Regions from separate parts of the Mus musculus genome. Here all the other regions are linked to region 3. The links are chromatin contacts, called in public promoter capture Hi-C maps. All regions are on one chromosome and are shown on one strand. Each heading gives the region's core, a stretch centred on a gene start, on an enhancer-like site or on the middle of the called end of the contact. The rest is flanking DNA. Distances are from core to core; before and after follow the strand shown.

The links. Promoter capture Hi-C pulls out the DNA fragments that hold promoters and counts their contacts.
Region 1: a promoter capture Hi-C map of hippocampal neurons shows a contact between it and region 3, with 2.5 times the contacts expected there. The contact joins the enhancer-like site here to the promoter of Mdh1 in region 3. A contact is called at or near these places in 2 of 39 promoter capture datasets (cranial neural crest and hippocampal neurons), 1 of 484 Hi-C or Micro-C datasets (B cells) and 1 of 115 datasets of contacts at active chromatin or transcription factors (bone marrow-derived macrophages).
Region 2: a promoter capture Hi-C map of liver shows a contact between it and region 3, with 2.7 times the contacts expected there. The contact joins the enhancer-like site here to the promoter of Mdh1 in region 3. A contact is called at or near these places in 5 of 39 promoter capture datasets (the C10 cell line, embryonic stem cells, liver and 2 more), 4 of 484 Hi-C or Micro-C datasets (B cells, CD4 T cells, embryonic stem cells and 1 more), 2 of 115 datasets of contacts at active chromatin or transcription factors (acute myeloid leukemia and astrocytes) and 2 of 9 other capture datasets (adipose tissue and liver).

What each region holds. Positions count from the first base shown.
Region 1 is chr11:22,660,699-22,664,985 of GRCm38.p6, reverse strand. All of the region lies in intron 2 of Gm40816 (a long non-coding RNA gene), which reads right to left. Among named protein-coding and RNA genes, the nearest start is that of Gm40816, 8.8 kb to the right of the region's middle. Within about 2 kb of position 2,570, at least 40 of the 459 cell types and tissues checked have an H3K27ac peak or open chromatin away from gene starts, as enhancers often do. A contact at or near this core is called in hippocampal neurons, where this site is marked.
Region 2 is chr11:20,548,020-20,552,330 of GRCm38.p6, reverse strand. It overlaps a transcript of Sertad2 not described here. Among named protein-coding and RNA genes, the nearest start is that of Gm32142, 72 kb to the right of the region's middle. Within about 2 kb of position 1,785, at least 8 of the 459 cell types and tissues checked have an H3K27ac peak or open chromatin away from gene starts, as enhancers often do. A contact at or near this core is called in embryonic stem cells and liver, where this site is marked.
Region 3 is chr11:21,570,320-21,574,478 of GRCm38.p6, reverse strand. It overlaps Mdh1 (malate dehydrogenase 1, NAD (soluble)), which reads left to right and starts at 2,545. Exons shown (of 9, transcript NM_008618.3): 1 at 2,545-2,749. The coding sequence starts at 2,747. Wdpcp (WD repeat containing planar cell polarity effector) reads right to left here and starts at 2,198. Exons shown (of 18, transcript NM_145425.3): 1 at 2,109-2,198.

The sequences.
Region 1 (4,287 bases), core at 1,321-3,820, 1.1 Mb before region 3:
ACAAGTTTGCAAAACTAGGATCATATTCTGAATGTCGATTTCCATGAAAAAAGCAGTATTTTTTTTACTTGAATAGAACAGTAGAAAAAGAATCAAAGCAAAACTTAGAATTATCAAGCCTGCTGCCTCTTCAAATCAAGATATAATTGCTCTTTAAAGATGAATTATTCTAGAATTAAGACCAGTGACAGTTTAAAATATCCACTAGGAAGTTTAATTTGCTATTTTTCCAAACTCAGCTTCAATGTGAAGCTGTTTTCCACATTTCTCTTGTCACAATGCCTCACTGTGCTGACCAGGCTCCACTGCTGATGCCTAAGCCTTGCCTCAGTTTTCTGTTGTTGTTGTTGCTTTTTTTTTTTTTTTTAAGATTTATTTATTTATTATATGTAAATACACTGTAGCTGTCTTCAGACATTCCAGAAGAGGGAGTCAGATCTCATTACAGATGGTTGTGAGCCACCATGTGGTTGCTGGGATTTGAACTCTGGACCTTCGGAAGAGCAGTCGGGTGCTCTTACCCACTGAGCCATCTCACCAGCCCTGTTGTTGCTTTTTTAACTGTGCTTCCTGCTGCTATGTTCTGGACTCAGTGTATCTGTGTTATCTCAGAATTATGGATTGAATTGTATCTTTCTCTGGAGGGGAGAGAAAGAGTGTGTTGTTCTCAAAATAGGTCTTACTTGGAAATAAGATTGTTAAAGAGGTAATCAAGTTAAAATGAGGTAATTCGAGTGGGCCCTATTATAAATAATATTATTAAAAGGGGATATCTGGACACAGGCATGTAAAGAGCAAGAGAGGGTGAAGTCTGTTAGCATTTTGTCTAGGCTCCGCCCCACAGCTACCTGGCAATAGCCAGGTTGGCCTGCCTCACTATAAAATGGGCTGCTTGACCCCTCCTCTTTCTCCTGCCTTCTTGCTCTCCCTCAGTCCTCTCCCTCCTGCTTCGCCTCTCTCCCCATTCCCTTCTCCCTTCTCTCTCCATGTGCTCATGGCCTGCCTCTATTCCTTCTCTCTCTCTCTCTCTCTCTCTCTCTTTCTCTCTCTCTCTCTCTTTCTCTGTTTGCCTCTCTGTCTCTACTACCCTCTCAACTCCACTCCCCATCCCTGAATAAACTCTGTACTATACCATCATGTGGCTGGTCCCTGGGGGGGAGGGGGGGAAGGGATGCCTCAGCATGGGCTGGTTGAAGCATCCCTTTCTTTCCCCATACCCGACTGCACATCCACCAAACATATTCCTCCCCTTTCTAACTTTTTATAAAACACAACATTTGGTGCTGTAACTCAGACTTAGAAATTCTGCAGGTTCATATCCCCCCTGCTACCACATGAAGAGCCATCACCCACTAGCCCACTTTGGAAAACAGGTAAGCTCCACTCCCCCACTGGTCAGAGTAAATGTCCCCATGGTCCCAGGGGAGAGTTCTTGAGCTCAAAGCCACTTCTGTGCTGCCCTTGAGGATGGAGACATTCAGTCTTTATGATTGGTCTTTTCACTGACCCTCATTCTAGGACTTCTAATCCTTGAGTGACTCCTTCCCCCTCCCCACCCCCACACCCCCCCACCCCCCCCACCCCCCCACCCCCACCCCGGCTTGGAGACCATTTTCTCCTGCTGCCATAGACAAATTCCTAAGCTTAGGTGGGTCACTTTCTCCACTGAGTCCGGATCAACATAGCATCCAAGTTCAGCACATGACGACCTGGTGATCTGGCCTGGCTGCACATTTATATTTTGCTATTAAATTTCATTCTTGGGATGCCGGTAGGAATATTTTTAATAACTTCCACATCCATTGGGTTGGTCTTTGCCACCTTGTCCCTACTTACTGGGGTGTTTCTAGGTCTAATTCACAGTACCCAGCAAGCAATATCTCTACATGGCTACTAAACTAGCATTTTAAAACAACTCTCTCACTAGTGATCCGTAGTGTAGGCTTCCTCCTCCCTGGTCCATCATACTCTCACCATTTGCTCTGCTCCCAGTTCACTTCCAGGTGCGGGGAGGGGGAGCAGCTCTCACCCCAACCTTTGCATCTAGCCTGGGACACTGTTTGCTGAGACACTGCACTTCCCTGTGGCCACCTGCCCCTGTGCTCTTTCACGTGTGCTTTCTCTTTCTCTCCCTCTCCCTCTCCCTCTCCCTCTCCCTCTCCCTCTCCCTCTCCCTCTCCCTCTCCCTCTCCCTCTCCCTCTCCCTCTCCCTCTCCCCCCCTGCTCCCCCCCCACAGCTGATACTGCCCCTGCCCAAATATTTTGTGGCATGGGCACAAGCTCTGCATCACAGCAGGGGGGAAAAAAAGTTATTACCCTGCTCCTCCCTTGCTTTTGTTCTGGTGTCTTCCCCTGCCTCTATCCCTGCCTGGGCATGAATTTTGCTGATGATCACCCTGCCCTGCTTGCTTGCCACTCTTACTGCCTTTCCTTGATCCTGCCACAGCACTCCAAGGCCACCAGCTTCGCCCATGACCCGAAGCAGGCCCCGTGCACGCCACAGCATTACCCTGACCCCTTGAATCTGTTGCAGCAGAGGGCAGCAGGTGGGGGTGGTGGTGAACAAAGCCAGGGGCCCTGCCTTGCCCAGGACTACTGCGGGCACGCTTTCAAGTCCAGTGTCTCTCACTTCAGTTCTCAGCCCCTGCCCACTGTACTCCACCATACGTTTGGCATTTAGTGACAGAGATCTGTCACACCACTTGGGTGAAGTTGCTAGGAGACAGAAATCTACTGGTGCTTCTGGCTGCTAGGAGGAAGCCCCACCCTGCTTGCTGGTTCCACAAGGCCTGGTGTGTGTCTGTCTCTATCTCCTGCTCTCCCTTCCTTGTGCAACTCTGCTGCTACCATCCAGTCCTTCCCCCCCCGCCACCCCCCCCCCCCCGCTACCACTGCACAGGTGCGCCTGGTGTCTCCACAGTGCACTGTCTCCCAGAGCAGACATCTCCCCAGTCCCCCTGTCGGATGTTCTCTGTTACATTCTCAGTTCTTCCCCCCACCCAGGGGGTGGTCAGCACTACTTGTCCATAGTATGAAGCCCAGAGCCAGTGCCACTTGGTACTCCCATGCCCCTGTCCTGTTCCCACAATTTACATCCCCTACCCCCACTAGCTCAGTTCGTGGTACATGGATATACTCACTTTCTGTTGCCATGGTCTCATGCCACTGCTGTCAGCTTTCTGGTTTCTGTCCATTCTGGTCCACATTAACTCTAAGCCAAGGGTACACTAGACAATTTTGTCTCTATGTGTGTCTCTCTTCATGTAATTTTCTCTGCTAATACAGCCTGTCAAAGTTATCTAACAATTAAGATTTCTGTTCCATCATGCCTTGACAAATAATGATTTTTGCTACTGCCACTAAGTTATAGTGTACTCTATTGTCTAACTCAAATATGACAAATAGATACTACTTGTCAGAAGTCTGCTAATATATTAGTATTCAAACTTATGACAGAGATTTGCAAAGCCTAACAGTTAACCCCCAAGGTCTCAGAAAATAATGGAGACAGCTACAATAGACTGCCTGGATTGTGGTATAAAAACCACTGAAAAACGTTGCCATTGCCCTGCCCAGGTTTGGTCTACACTGTGGACAAAACTGGATACACTGAGAGTCAAATGCCTCATATTGTGTAAGTAAAGGTGAGTCATTTCTCATTTCACACGAATCTATTCCACAGAGGAAAAGCTCTTCATCTTCTGGGCTTGACAACTTGGGTCTGACTCTGCCCACGTTGCCATGGAGACCACAGCAACCTGGGAACTGTTTAGGTAGTGGACTATAGACGAACCCTGTTATTTTTTAATTAATACATGACTCATAGATTATAATTTACTCTTCCCCAGATTTCTGACTACATTGATAGCTAAGGTAACTTTAGCTGTTTGACAGGAAGAAAACAGACTTAGCGCCTTAACCCTAAGGTAATCCACCACTATATTTGCTTATTAATAAATTTGTTAACTAAGACTGCCAGATTTCTTACAGACTTCATGATAAATGAGACACAAGTTCAGATATAAGCTTTCACAGATGTAATCTGCTACTTCCTTACCTAAACTGTTTCCAGCAACTAAATGTTTCATATTTCCTTTTCTTGCTATGCCACTGTCCTAACATTATTCCAGTTCTTATAAATTTGCCTAACCCTCATAAAATATTTCATTATATGATCCAATTGTACAGTCACAAATTAAATTTTAAGTTTTCTTTGATTGTCTTTTAACTAAATTTAAAGTGTTTCTAGTGCTGAATCTACACTATAAGCTATCATACTCAAATACA
Region 2 (4,311 bases), core at 536-3,035, 1.0 Mb after region 3:
ATACAATGTGTCTAATTTTATTTGCATTAAATAAAATGTACAACAGGAACTAGAAAGATGACTCAGCAGTTAAGAGCACTGGTTGCTCTTCCAGAGGACCTGTGTCAAATCCGCAGCACTGACAGGGTGGCTCACAACCACCTATAACTCCAACTCCAAAGGATTTGATGCTTTCTTATGGCTTCCACAGGCACCAGACATTCAGGCTGCACAGATGGACATGCAGACAAAATGCCTATACACATAAAATTAAATTAAGTTAAAGATGAATTAAATTACATTTTAAAAATAGCAACAGACTGTTTTCTAAGTCAGAGCCAGGCAGTCTTGCTGGTGCACATCTGTGATTCCTGCATTCACTGAGAGGGTTGACACAGGAGTCCCAGGTCAGCCTGACTAAAAGCAAGTTCAAGGCCAGCCTGGGCAACATAATGTGTTTGAGATCCAGTCTCAAAAGGAAGACCTATTTATTTTATTTAATGGGACTAAGGACTTCTGACTTGTGATGTCTGAATAATGTCAAGAAGTTTGAGAAATCAGTAAATATTCCTACCAAGTCAAAGACTGTGGTCCTTGGGATTTTTTTTTTTTTCCTCACAAGATTTTTATGGACATAGTACTTTGAAATACATATTTGGGTCTGGAGGTATAGCTCGGTGGTAGGGCATCTGCTGTTTATGCTTATGGGCTGGTTTTCAGCATCACAAAGAAAGAAAAAAGCATTCACTTTTATGTTCTGATTTTTCTAGGTAAAAAAAATCCAAACAACAGTTAACCCAAAGGGGACATTTCATTTGAATTAAAGCCAATGAAGACAGTAATGCCGATATGACTTCAACAGGGACATTAATCATGCAACAACGTGAGTCTGGAAAACTTCACTGTGGCTGAGGTCTGATGTCCCAACACCATTTCAAGAGTTTAAAAACAAAACAAAAGGAGCTGTTGCTTCCCGTGCTGTGACTTTCTCAGGAAAGTCGCCCTCAATGTGGTTGGGACAGTCACCACTTAGAAAAGAAAGCTCCTTATAAATTCAGCAATCACTTGGCATGGAGCAAAACAAAGTCCATGTCTGAGACACTTTACAGTGACATCAACAGAGGGGGAAAAAAAAGGCTGTACCACACACACACCCCCCAAAAATATTCAGTAAATAATAAAGATGTTAATATTTTTTCTGTTGCCGTCTCTCTCGAGTACTTTGAGCCATGTCTTAGGTTTACAGTGTGGTCTTTAAACTTTAGGTAAACTGCAGGTGAGATGATCAATGCTTATCTTTCTATAAAACAAAGAAAATCTTTCTATAGAAAAGGCTTCTCCATTGGTCCAATATAGCAGTCTAAAATAAGAGAAAGCTTTATCTCTACATGGTCTACATCGGCAAACGCACAGAGCGCTGAAGGAAAAATTAATATGGTCAAGAAAAAAACTCAGAAAGATGTCACAAGCACATGCATATGCACACATGCACATGTATGTACACGCACACACATGCACACACACACAAATGAGTGTAATCATTCAGAAATAGTAAGAAAATTGAAAACAACTTTTCAACAAAGACTTGTGGGAAACCATACTTAAAAGGTGGGATATTTTGATTATTTGATATATTAAAAGTAAGCATTCAGTGTTAAAGGCTTACTCACACTATCACACAAATCATCCTAAAAAAATTCAAAAGCAGGGAATGAATCAAGCTGCTGTTTCAGTTCAGTGGCGACTGAACAAACAGGTAAGTCGTTGGGTGTTTTGTTTTGTTTTTTAAGTTGATTCCTGGGAGCAGGCTGGAGAGACGGCTCAACAGTTCAGAACAAATAAGTTCCCAGTACCGTGTCAATCAGTTCCTAACCACCTGAACTCCAGCTCCAGGCTTCTAGCCTCCGTGCACACACCTAAAGTAACACACATGGTAATTAAAAATAAATCCTAAAACAAAAAGAGTTGCTTCTTTTGTGGGGGGTGGGGGCTGTAGTTCAGTGGCAGCGCCTGTGTTGAGCATGCGCAGAGTACATAGTTCAGTCCCAGCAGTCAGAAAAGCATTTATGCATAAAAAAACTCACACTCGAGAGATCAGTACTCTCTATCTTCAAAACTGATTAGACATTTCTGTGTAGGATTCATTTGTTTAAATAGGTCCTATTATGAGGCCACCAACATTTCAGGTTCGCATTGAAAGTTGAACATTATCATAAGGCTGCCATAATTGCTAATAATTAAAGAAAGAGTAAGGCTGAATTCTAACAAATTTATATAACAGGCAAACTCTGAGCCTATTTTTTGGGACAGACTCTCTTGAGGCCCAGACCGACCTTGAACACACCAGGTAACTGAACTTTTCATCCTCCTCCCTCCCCTTGCCAAGGCTAGGTCTGAAGACACATGCCACCACACCTAGCCACCTTCTAATGTATTTATTTTATTTGTTTCTTTGTTTGACCTGTGTAGCCCTGGCTGTCCTAGAACTCTCTCTGTAGACCAGCCTGGCCTCAAACTCAGAGATCCACCTGCCTCTGGCCCCCAAGTGCCGGGTTTTACCTTCTAATTTTTAAAGGTTCTTAAATCCTATAGTCCTGCAATCCTAAGGTGGCAGGAGGATCAAGAGTTCAAGGCCAAACTGGATCACATGAGACACAGTCTTAAAGCAAAACACAAAGAAAACCAACAACAAAGACAATGGTGAAGGCTCACTGTTCATTTTTAGAGGCCATGAAGGGTGATCTTTAAAGTATAGCCTTTCAGTACACACCCTTGTCCATCTCCCTAAATAAAAGGAAGTAAATGGGATAAAGCCAATCCTTCAAGCCACGCTACTCTGAGTGAGTATATTCTACTGCATTCAGACACTACAACATGAATGACTACAAAAGAGGGTCCCAAAGCCAAGCTCCCTTTAAAAGGAAATAATGCATGAATTTTTCTTTGACTTTCTTTTTAAGTTTTTCTCTGCTTTTGTTTGTTTTGACAAGAAATCTTAAGCCTGGCTCTGTGTATGTGTGTTTGTGTGTATATAATTTATTTTTACTATATGTTTATTAATGTTTTTGCCTGAACGTATGTTTGTGTGAGAGTGTCAGATGCCCTGGAACCAGAGTTATAGACGGGAATGAGCTGCCATGTGAGTGTTGAGAACTGAACCTCAGCTACTCTGGAAGAGCAGTCAGTCCTCTTAACTGCTGAGCCATGTCTCCCCACCAAGCCTGGGTCTACTGTTACAGTTTGTTTGTTTGTTTGTTTTTCTTTTTTGGGTAAGGAGTGATATTAGGGATTGAATGGGGCTCAATACTTTTTTTTAAGATTTATTTTTTTATTTTATGTGACTGTTTTGCCTGCACATTTACCTGTGTGCTTGCATGAACAAAGGCAATTAGACGACGACTACGGATCCCTGAGAATTGAAGATATGGATGGTTGTGAGCCATCTTGTCAGTGCCAGGAATTGAACTCAGGTCCTGTAGAAGAGCAACTAGTGTTCTTAATCACTGAGCCATCTCTCCAACCCTTAAAAACATATTTTAAAGCCAGGCAGGATACCACACACCTTTAATCTCAGTACTTGAGAGGCAGAGACAGATGAATCTCTGAGTTTGATGCCAGCATGGTCTTCAGAAAGAAACCCCATCTCAAAAAGAAACAAAACATAACAAAACGATATTTCAAAGTCAGACACAGTGGCCCATGCTTGTAACCAGAGCATTTTAAAGGATAAAACAAGAAGAACTGCCATTAGCTCAAGATAGGTGTGGTCCACAGTGTAAGTACCAGGCCACCCAAGGCTACACAAAGAAGTAAAAGAAAAACTACACAAACAGCAAGACGTGGCCACTTGGCCATGATCCACACTCAGAAGGCCAAAGCAGGAGGCCACAGGTTTCAGCGCTGCCTGGCCCATGAGAACTGGTTCTGTCTATAAAGAAGGACATTTTCTAAAATTTGATTATTTTAGTCAATGAAAATGCTATATGGCCAACAAAACCACGTAGCATCATTTGATCAAACAAGGGATCGTATACACGGACTTAGCTGGTTACAGGAGCTACCTCGTGAGCTTAGACCTCAAGAAGGCTTTACGTTATAAAACTCAGCCACACTCCTGATTTTGTAAATGAAGATGCTTCTTTTAATTCATGCATTTTATAACTTCAGAGGGCTCAGTAACCAAGCTACATTGTACTGACAAGTAAAATAACCAGTTTCCGTAAACGATGCAGGCAGTGGCCCGTACAGTGTGTTTGTTTAAAAGTAACAGGGTTCCCAATTGTGTAACGTCTATGAAAATGTGGGAAAGTCTGAAAATCATCTCATTTACTG
Region 3 (4,159 bases), core at 1,296-3,795:
AGTAAAGAATCCTTCAAAATGCAATGGTTGAGGCAAAAATTGGGCTTCTTGGCTTTGTGAGGCCCATTCCTGGTCAGTCAGCATTTCAGAAGTCATACAATGCCATAGGAAACCCAATAGAAAAAAAAAGGGGGGGTTCCCTGAAGATAATCTAACTCTGAGGATAAGCTCTGCTCTGGGTGATGACTTTCTCCTACCAGGGAGAGGAAAGGGTTTACTTCAGCTTACACTTCCATGACACACTTTACCACTAATGGAACCCAAGGCAGAAACTGAAGCAAAGACCATAGAAAAATTCTGCTTACTGATTTGTTCAGCTACCATATATTTGAACTCCTGTCTTGATTCCTTCAATGATGAACAATGACATAATGTGGACACATGAGCCAAAAAGACCCTTTCCTCCCTAAGTTACTGCAATAATAACCCTAAAACAGCCAGCAATAGTGGTGGCACACGCCTTTAATCCCAGAACTCGGGAGATTCTCTCCCTCTCAGTGACTCAAGTTTGTGTTAAACTGATGAAAACTAACCAGCCCACCAAAACAGAGCACATCTTTCAACAATTACTCACCAGACCACCATGTTACCATTAGGAATTACAGAGTTTTGTTTCATGCTACAGTGGTTCCTGAAAGGCAGTAACTAAAACTGCTATCCTAAAGTCCCAGAGCAGATTAGAACAATCACTATCAAATCAGCTCCAGCCCTTCTCTCTTCACTTGAAAATCCTGTAATCTCTCCCTCAACCATCAAGTGAAACTGGAGGCAAGTCATGCTATCTCTAGAGTGTGATATTTGCACATATGGTTGTTCAGTAGGAAGTACTATAAAGTAACAGAACTAATGCCTATTAGAAAACCAAGAAGAAACAGAAACTACAGAGACATGCCCTGGAATTTGAGAGTCCCTGACACAGAGGTAACATTTAGAAATGCAACCCACAAATGAACTAAATGTGGACAGAGACACAGGAAGCATTCCATTATAAAAAGATCAGTGCTCAAGAACAAAATTAAGGCATCAAATGAATAAAGTGATTCTAGGAGTCATTCAAGTACCCTACAGTCTATTGAAACCTAAATGCTATTGGACCCAGAAGTGGCTAGTTTTATGTCAACCAGACACAAGCTACAGTCAGTCTTAAGTTAAGAGGAATTCTCAATTGAAAAGAAAAATGCTTCCACCATAAAGATCGGGCTGTAGACAAGCCCATAGGGCATTTTCTTAATTACAGATTGATGGGGAAGAGCCCAGTCCTTTATGGGTGCTGCCATCTCTGGGCTGGTGGTCCTGGGTTCTATAAAGAAGCAGACTTAGCAAGCCATGAGGAACAAACCAATAAGCAGCACTCCTCCATGGTCTCTGCAACAGCTCATGCCCTCCATATTCCTACTTATTCTGAGTTCCTCGAATGATGGGCCAAAATGTGGAAGAGTAGGCCAAATAAATCCTTTCCCCTAACCTGCTTTTGGTCATGGTGTTTCATCGCAGAAATAGAAGCCCTGACTAAGGCATCATATTTCTCTCTCCAAATACTAAATCTTCCAAAAACAAAACTGAAGCCATCCACCATCCATTTAATAGTGACAGAAAATTCTGACGTTAGACCAAGAGCATATTCATTGGTCTGTTCCAAGGCACATGTTTTCGAATATCCGTACAACAAACGGAGAATACAGATTTCCCTTAACAACTTTCATTTTAAATGAAAGCCTCTTGAGATGTTTTAGCTGCTAACATTTCGCCTGAAACAATCAGTGTCTCCCAACTTCCCCTGGAAGTAACAGGTTTCCAAAAAGAGAATGAGCAAAAAGTGTCAATATTCACAGTCGGCAAAGAAAATTAGATCGGTACACCACAAGTAAACACAAGGAAGGGGCTCACTCCACAAACAAAACTTTCTGACTTTACTTTGGAAAAGTTACACTGACTCAAACTGCAAGACACTCTTCGTCCCTCCTGAAAACTGTGGCATCCACACGCTCCTGACACTAACAGGGGACTCCGGAGGTCGCCCACAACCACCGGCTTCGGATTCAGGATACGCGCATCAGTGCCGCACCCTGTTCTGACCCCCAGATAAAAACCCTCGGGGCCGAGCTCACCAGCCTGGGACGTGAGAACACAGCTCCACAAGCTCTTGGTCTGGAGAGCGCTCAGGTGAGGCTGCCTCGTCGCCTAGCAACGGTGAAGCTGCCCGTTCTTCCGCAAGCGTCAATTCCTCCCGCCTCTGAGAGAGTTTTTAAAAGGTTTTGTTTCCGGGTCGAGCGGGCTTTAAGCAACGGAAGGTCTCTTAGCCGCCCTTGTTTAGTCTTGGGGGAGGATAGATTCTCGGTGGAGCGACGTGTGCTGTCGCTCAGGGGTCGTTTCTCCTCCCTCGAGTTAACGCCTCCTCTCCTGCCAATTGCTGAGCGCCATCAGGCAGGCGCCTCACTCAAAGCACCAACCCTCTGCTCACAGACGCGCTCCAATCACCGAGGCTCAGCCCCGGGACTACTTTGCAGCGAGGCGCGTAGGAAGAAGGGGTTTGGGGGAATTGTAGTTTAGCACTGTCAGGAATGCACGAAGGTGGGCGCCAGAGGTCGCCGGAAGAACTACACTTCCCAGAAAGGGCCGTGTCTCCAGCCGAACCTTTGCGGGCCAGCCCCGCGTTCTCTCCCAGAGTCTGTTCCGCTGTAGAGGTGACCTGACTGCTGGAGACTGCCTTTTGCAGGTGCAGAGATCGGCCTTGCAGTTTGCAATAATGGTGAGTGTGGGCTCCTGGAACCTGCAGCAGCTCCGGCCTCTCGGCCTCCTCCTGCGCTTGATGCGCTTTTAAAAAGCAGTAATGCCGGGAGCTGTCCTCCGCGCGGTTTGCAAAATCTGACTCATTCTCACGACTGTCGCAGTAACCCAGATACTGGAAAGGGGTTCGCAAGGACTCTAGAGAAATCACTGTCCTTGGAAAGTCGGGTCTCAGTCCTTGCGCAGGAGGGACAAAATTTTCTCCGAAGGACCTTAAAGGATTTGTTGTGGGGGATGAGAATTATGGGAGGGGAAGAATTAGGTCCTAACACTATTTTGCCTCTTAAGCTCTTGGAAAGAATAGGCCTCTGATGTTGATTTACCGGTAGTGCTCCAGGTTATGATCCCAGTTTTCAGGAGACATGTTTCCACCATATTTGATTTAAAAGAAAACAAATGTTACTGAAAACCTATTCTTGATCTCCGTTTGTAATGACAGGACTAGCATCGCTAGTCAAACAGTGCCGATATTCTTTACTACTCTGTCATAAATTCTGAAGGCCTCCTTGCAGATGTAACGTAACCATCTTGTTGAAGCTCTAGATCTATCTTGTCCTCAGCGGGCGGAGGGGGGTGACGTGAAAGAGAGCTCTGACGTAGGACTAATCTTCATGCTGTTTGAAGGTGACATTTGCCACCAGACTGGAAATTGCTAAGTACTTTGAAATTTACATTTTAAAAATACGTGTTGTCCTTTAATATCAAGATGGGAAATGTGAGATGAATTGAAAATTTTTGGATGAATTGGAAATTTCACAGAACCCAAGGAGACATGTTTTCAAACAAGGACAAAAACTCCCTCAATCTCTATAAGAAACCCTAAGGGAATAATTACTAATTTCCAGTCATTGTTGCCTAGTTATTTTGACACATAAGTAGTTATTTAAATTATGGCTTAAGCAGTCTCTGTCTTAATAATTTTAGTAATAAAGTGGCACTAGTTATCCAAGAACTTCAGACTTTAGGCTGTTAGGCCTATATGAAAACCTTTTTACAATCATCTTATCCAAAACCCCACTTTAAATACTAAAATTTAATTTGTTGAGACTCAGAATGCGAGTTGCTCAAGGTCATAAGGCTTGCACCTAGGGTCTCTTGTTCTTCCCATTTACCAGGATTGTATTATGTGTTTGGCAAATCACTTCATAATCCCCTTTAGGAAATAAGTCCACAGAATCAGCATGTAACATCTGATAGCTTTGTTACATGTCATTCAGAGTGTTGAAATTCTGAAGTTAAAGGGGCATTTAAGGATTGTTTCATCTAATCTTAAAACAGCCTGTCATGGTCCTTGATTTCCCAAGGTCAGAGAGATCCAGGGCCCCTAGTTAGAGTGTAGAGTTTGTTATTCACTAGATGGAACTGGCCTCAC